Linked DNA regions of Macaca mulatta: region 1 is linked to region 2. A link is a contact called in public Hi-C data. All regions are on one chromosome and are shown on one strand. The core of a region is the stretch at or near the end of the contact, and the rest is flanking DNA. Distances in the headings are between cores, read along the strand shown.

Evidence for each region. A called contact is a pair of places that touch in the nucleus more often than the background predicts.
Region 1: a contact with region 2 is called in a Hi-C map of fetal cortex germinal zone, with 5 times the contacts expected there. The contact joins the promoter of LOC710110 here to the promoter of TUBA1A in region 2. A contact is called at or near these places in 5 of 14 Hi-C or Micro-C datasets (blood, cortical neurons, fetal cortex germinal zone and 2 more).

The regions. Positions count from the first base shown.
Region 1 is chr11:56,391,857-56,394,746 of T2T-MMU8v2.0, forward strand. LOC710110 (tubulin alpha-1C chain) reads left to right here and starts at 1,283. Exons shown (of 5, transcript XM_028829447.2): 1 at 1,283-1,319; 2 at 1,568-1,643. The coding sequence starts at 1,312.
Region 2 is chr11:56,352,951-56,355,650 of T2T-MMU8v2.0, forward strand. It overlaps TUBA1A (tubulin alpha 1a), which reads right to left and starts at 1,387. Exons shown (of 4, transcript NM_001195391.1): 1 at 1,295-1,387. The coding sequence starts at 1,297. It overlaps LOC144332844 (a long non-coding RNA gene), which reads left to right and starts at 1,124. Exons shown (of 4, transcript XR_013401030.1): 1 at 1,124-1,544; 2 at 2,675-2,700.

The sequences.
Region 1 (2,890 bases), core at 33-2,532, 39 kb after region 2:
AGCAGATCACCTTAGGTTAGGAGTTCAAGACCAGCCTGGTCAACATGATGAAACCCTGTCTCTACTAAAAATACAAAAATTAGCCAGGTATGGTGGTGGGCACCTGAAGTCCCAGCTACCCAGGAGGTTGAGGCGGGAGAATCGCTTGAACCTAGGAGGTGGAGGTTGCAGTGAGCTGAGATGGAGCCACTGCACTCCAGCCTGGGCAACAGAGTGAGACTCTACCTCAAAAAAATAAGAAAAATAAAAATAAAAATACAGTCCTTGGATGAGGAAAATTCTTTCCTCAGAGAAAGAGAGTCCTTTCCTGGCCAATATAGTTAATTATCAAGCATAGGATAAATTAGAGAAAGGCAGGTTTGTGACAAAACTGATCAGAAGCCGTTTGCATAGTGCTAGGTGTTAAACATCTATTAGCTAATTTCATGACACTGTCATGTGACTTCTCACTTTTCATCTGTGTTTTTTAATCTTCCAAGAAAAGTAATCAGACTAGATGATCTCTAAGATCACTTCCCATTCTATCATTTCATTGTCTGGTTCTTACCTAATACCAATATAATGTGTGTTTGAGATGGTGAAGGTTCAGGAGTTCTTGGCGACATTTCACAGACAGGAAACAGGGCAGCGGGGCACGGGGTTTGCTTCAGATCCGTGGATCCTTGCTGAGCTCTGCTTCATTAAGTGATCAATATTTCCTGGCTCCTGGGTGGAACTGCAGTTACATTTCCCTTTGGAAAAGCTGGTCTGTTTTTCCCAATAGGCCTGCAGAAAAAAACCAAGGCTGGCCGGGTGCGGTGGCTCATGCCTGTAATCCTAGCACTTTGGAAGGCCAAGGCAGGCGGATGACCTGAGGTCAGGAGTTCGAGACCAGTTGTCAACATGGTGAAACCCCGTCTCTACTAAAAATACAAAAAATTAGCTGGGCGTGGTGGCACACGCCTGTAATCCCAGCTACTCAGGGGGCTCAGGCAGGAGAATCGCTTGAACCCGGGATGTGGAGGTTGCAATGAGCCGAGATCTTGCCATGGTGCTCCAGCCTGGGCAACAGAGCAAGACTCTGTCTCAGAAAGAAAAAAACCAGGGTCAGAGTATTGTTATGAAAAATACAACAGCACCACTTATTCTACTCCCACAGCCTACCTAGGCTTTGAAGCTCATAGTATTGAGAGTAAGAAAACTCAGAGGTGCTAAGACTGCCAGTCTTAGGCTGGAGGAGAAGAGGAATAGATGTGAAGCTGCTAAGGAGCAATTTCAGTGATCTGTGGACTAGGATGGAGGAGGGGGCAGGGACCTGATCCCAAGGGCACAATGACAAGGTCAGCCTCATCTCTTCTCTCTGTTCTTGGCAACAGCCAGTCTAGCCAGAAAGAGCAATCTGTCAAATCTAATTAGAGTAGAAGAAAGTGAACAATGGGCGCCCAGCTCTAAAATGACAGCCTGTTCAATGGGGTGGAGAAGCTCGGGAGGGATGAGTGCTTTGTGTGCTTGGAATTAGATCCTTCAAATGGATCCTTTCTGAACTCCAACTGCACATCTCTAACTGGATTCTTATTTACTTCACCAGGACTCTTCAGCTCCCTACGCCTTTTAACACATGCACATTCAGCCAAAGCAGAGGAGAACCTGGCTGTGATTCAAAGGTAAGGCTGGAATAGTAATGTAATGTAAATAGTTTCATCATGCATGGCTTGGACATGGTACTGTGTGCATGCAACTGATATTTATGAATTTGTTCCTATTTCTTGTTTCATGTTTAATTATATTGGTGGCATTAGTGTTTATCTTATTATTTCTGCAATTCTTTTCATTATAAGGCTTATTATTGGAATCTTGAAATTTCAGAGCAGCCTGAAGTTTTATTAGGACCACAGATAAGCATATTTTAAGATGCAATACACATTAATTATATTTTTATCTTATACTTTAAATGGCCTCTCTGATTTGGATATTTTAGTTTTTGAATCAAAAGTGGGTTGCACAGGGAAGAGGCATATTTTATAAATGGAATCAAATGAGCATATCCCTTAAAATAAATGCATGAATACAGGCTATTGAAGCTTAAAGCCATGCATCTGCAGAATCTGAAGTCTCAAATTACAGAGGCCTATCTATTATCAGCAAATATTATACTAAAGACTAACGGTTTACTAATTTTACTCTACTTCAGTGTGGGATACTCAGACATCTTAAAGGTGTGAGGAAAAACAATTCTGTGAAGTGGGATGCAGAGAATGGGAAGAGAGTAGGCGCTAACACAATCTGCAGTTTACAAGTCTCTGTCCCCCAGGTTTGGATGGTCTTTCCTATGCATTATCTCATTTAATCCTCAGGGCACCCTGTGAAGTGTGTTACTATCCTCTCCACTCTGCAGATGAGGAAACTAAGGCCCTGAGAAACTAGTCCAAGGTTACAGAGAAAGGCAGTCGGGCCTTGAACCCAGGTGGTCTGCTTCCAAGTCTATTGAACTTCTCAGGAATCTATTTCTGGTAGACACAGGAGACATTAAATTTTAAAAAATCATTAAAGTATTAATAATGTCAACATGAGGACACTCCTCTAATCTATTGGCCTTCCCTGGACATGAAGGAGGCGGTGGATTTCAGCTTGGTGTATTTGTATCACTTTCCCCACTTTACTGCATGTTGCGAACCTTTATCTTTTTTTTTTTTTTTTGACACAGAGTCTTGCCCTGTTGCCCAGACTGGAGTGCAGTGGCATAATCTCAGCTCACTGCAACCTCTGCCTCACGGGTTCAAGCAATTCTCTGCCTCAGCCTCCCAAGTAGCTGGGATTACAGCTGTGCACCACCATGCCCAGCTAATTTTTGTATTTTTAGTAGAGACAGGGTTTCACCATCTTGGCCAGGCTGATCTTGAACTCTGACCTC
Region 2 (2,700 bases), core at 137-2,636:
GGTAGCAAACAAAGAATAAAAGCCCAGTGGAACGATAGTGAAATATTTATTTAAAACAACAAAATAGTATTTTAATCCTGAGATTCTCTACCCACCACATAATATTCATATTCTTTGCATCCAATAGAGGTTTTCTTCTCTGTGGTCTTTAGGGCTACCACTTTCATTGTCTATTCGCTGATGTGGTGGGGGCGGGGCGGAGGGGGGCGGCGGGGAAGGGCGTTTCCCTGGTCCTGACCATCAGGGTACCCTGGGGCTCACAAAGTGGGCTTTCTCCCTCGCTGAACGAGCAGCGCGCGCACACACACACACACACACACACACACACACACACACACACGACCATCAGGGTACCCTGGGGCTCACAAAGTAGGCTTTCTCCCTCGCTGAACGAGCAGCACGCACGCACACACACACACACACACACACACACACACTTCAGTCGGTCAGGGCAGGGCGTCCCCAGACCAGACATTAAAGAGTTTGTCAAGTGAATTGTGATTTTGCTCAAGAGAAAAAAAAAAAGGTCATCTTAATTATAATAGCGAAGAAAACCCTTTTGGAGCCTACAGTTCCGCAATGATGAAAAGTTTTTTTTAAGTCAGCTCCTGACAGAGGAGGTTTAGTGAGGGCGAACCCCGCCCAGTGGCTCCAACGCCATAGAAGCCAGAAACAAACAACCCCGCCCCTGCGCCGCCCTGACACCCGCTGCCGGGGGCTCCAGTAGAAACTCACCATGTTTCCCCGGGAATGTGTGGTTATCTTTCCAAAACGCCAACGACCGCGAGGGGTCTTCCCACGCTAACCCCAGGCTGCGCTTTGTTCCCGTTCCCCCTCCCACATCCCCCAGCTCGCCCAACGCCCCCGCTCTTTTTGGGTGCCTCCTCCTCTCCCGGTCCCCAGAGAACGAGGCGAGACAGAAAGGGGCCCCTCGGCGTCTGCGAAACCGTGCGCACAGACACTGGACCCAGCCGGGACGCCCGAGACCCCTCGGTTGCGGCAGACGGGCTGCCCGCGACCCCGAAAGGCTGTAGGACAACACAGGCGCCCAGGCGCCGCCTTTGTTCCTCCCCAGCGCTCTGCAGCGCCCTGGGCGCAGTCCTGGCCGGGTTCCTGCACCCGCACTGCGGCGGCGGCGGAGCTGGAGGATTTGGGGTAAAGCTAAACCTCACAAAACACACCACCACCCTCGCCCAGAGAGCTTACGAAAGAAAAGAGCTTAAAGATTTTCCAAGCAGAGCCTGGGGGCGCTGACTCCACCCAACGGCCACAAAGAGCCAAAGCCGATTCTCACCATGGTTGCTGCTTCGCGACTGCAGAGCAGATGGCGGAGACAAGGAGGAGAAGGTTGTTGCTTCTTACAGCGCGACTCTTAGGCGGTCGATGTAAGAGAACCTGCGGCACATGGGCGGATGCGGCTCCATATATACAACTCGGTCACCATGGGGATGGGCCGGGGCCTGTTCCTGTTGGTCCAGACCCCCAATCTGCCCAGAGAAGCCAGGACAGGAGACTGGTGATTGGTGCAAACGACGTGGGATGAGGTAATCTCTCCCCCACCCCTTTTTCTCTAGCATCCGTAGACTGTTTGCATCCTTTAGACAAAGAGACCGTGCAGAAGCATTCTGCCGAGCATCCATTATGGGGTGGGGTCGGGGAGGGGCGGAAGAAGAAAGGGGACTGGGGTTGGAAGACTTTATGTTGCTTAAACCCCAAAATGCAGTTAAAATTATCTATGTGAGGTTTTTTCCCCCTACCCTTAATAACAGATTTATGTTCAGATTAAATATTTAAAGGAAAATTACTGCCAGCCCCTCCCTCGCAGTATATTAAACTCGACTACATTTTGTTAGGGTTCAATATCTCTAATTGCTTTAAAAATAAAGTGGGAGAGAAAATGGGCGTAATGCTCAAAACGGTCTGGGTAATTGTGATTTTTTTTAATTTAAAAAAAACATTTAGTCATACAGTCATTCAAAATGGCTTCTCAGGTTCAACTAACTTATTTTCAGAGCTTCTTTTGCAGGCACATGCACACTCGAATAGCTAAATAAAACTGGAAGATGGAAATAATAACCATACTAAATAAAGAAGCGAACAAATAGTTCTAACATGGCAATAATCAACAGCAAGTGCACGTAGAGTAGTTATAATAGTTTACTAGAGGTATTCCTTTATGAGAAGTCTATGTAACACATTTTGTGTGGTGCATTGTCCTTTGGAATGAATCATCTTTCCTGATATAAAATTGGGAAAATACAAGGAGAAATAATTGAGCTCAGAAGTTAGTACTACATGTGTGCAGTTACATATCTGCACTGGACTTTTGTCTGGAAAGTAACAAGCAAAATAATAGTAATAACCAAGACACCAAATTAAAAAGAAGAAGAGAATAATATAATGTAAAAAGAAGACTATTTTGCAATGTTGCCTCCATCTACAGACAACTGTGAAACATCAGCTCAATAACTGCATTTACTTTTTATGCAGTTCTTATGTCAATTTGGTAAATATCCTCCTGCGAGTGGGCTTCTGACTGTGGGAATTTTAGCCAGCCTCACACCCTTGCTATTCAACTAGAGACTCTGGTGGTTGCTCAGTTGCCCCTTGGGACAAAAAGGCTTTGCTTTCACCCCTAGGAAATAAATTGGAGTAACATTGTCTTGCTATTTAGAAAGGCTCCATTCTCAGCAACGATGG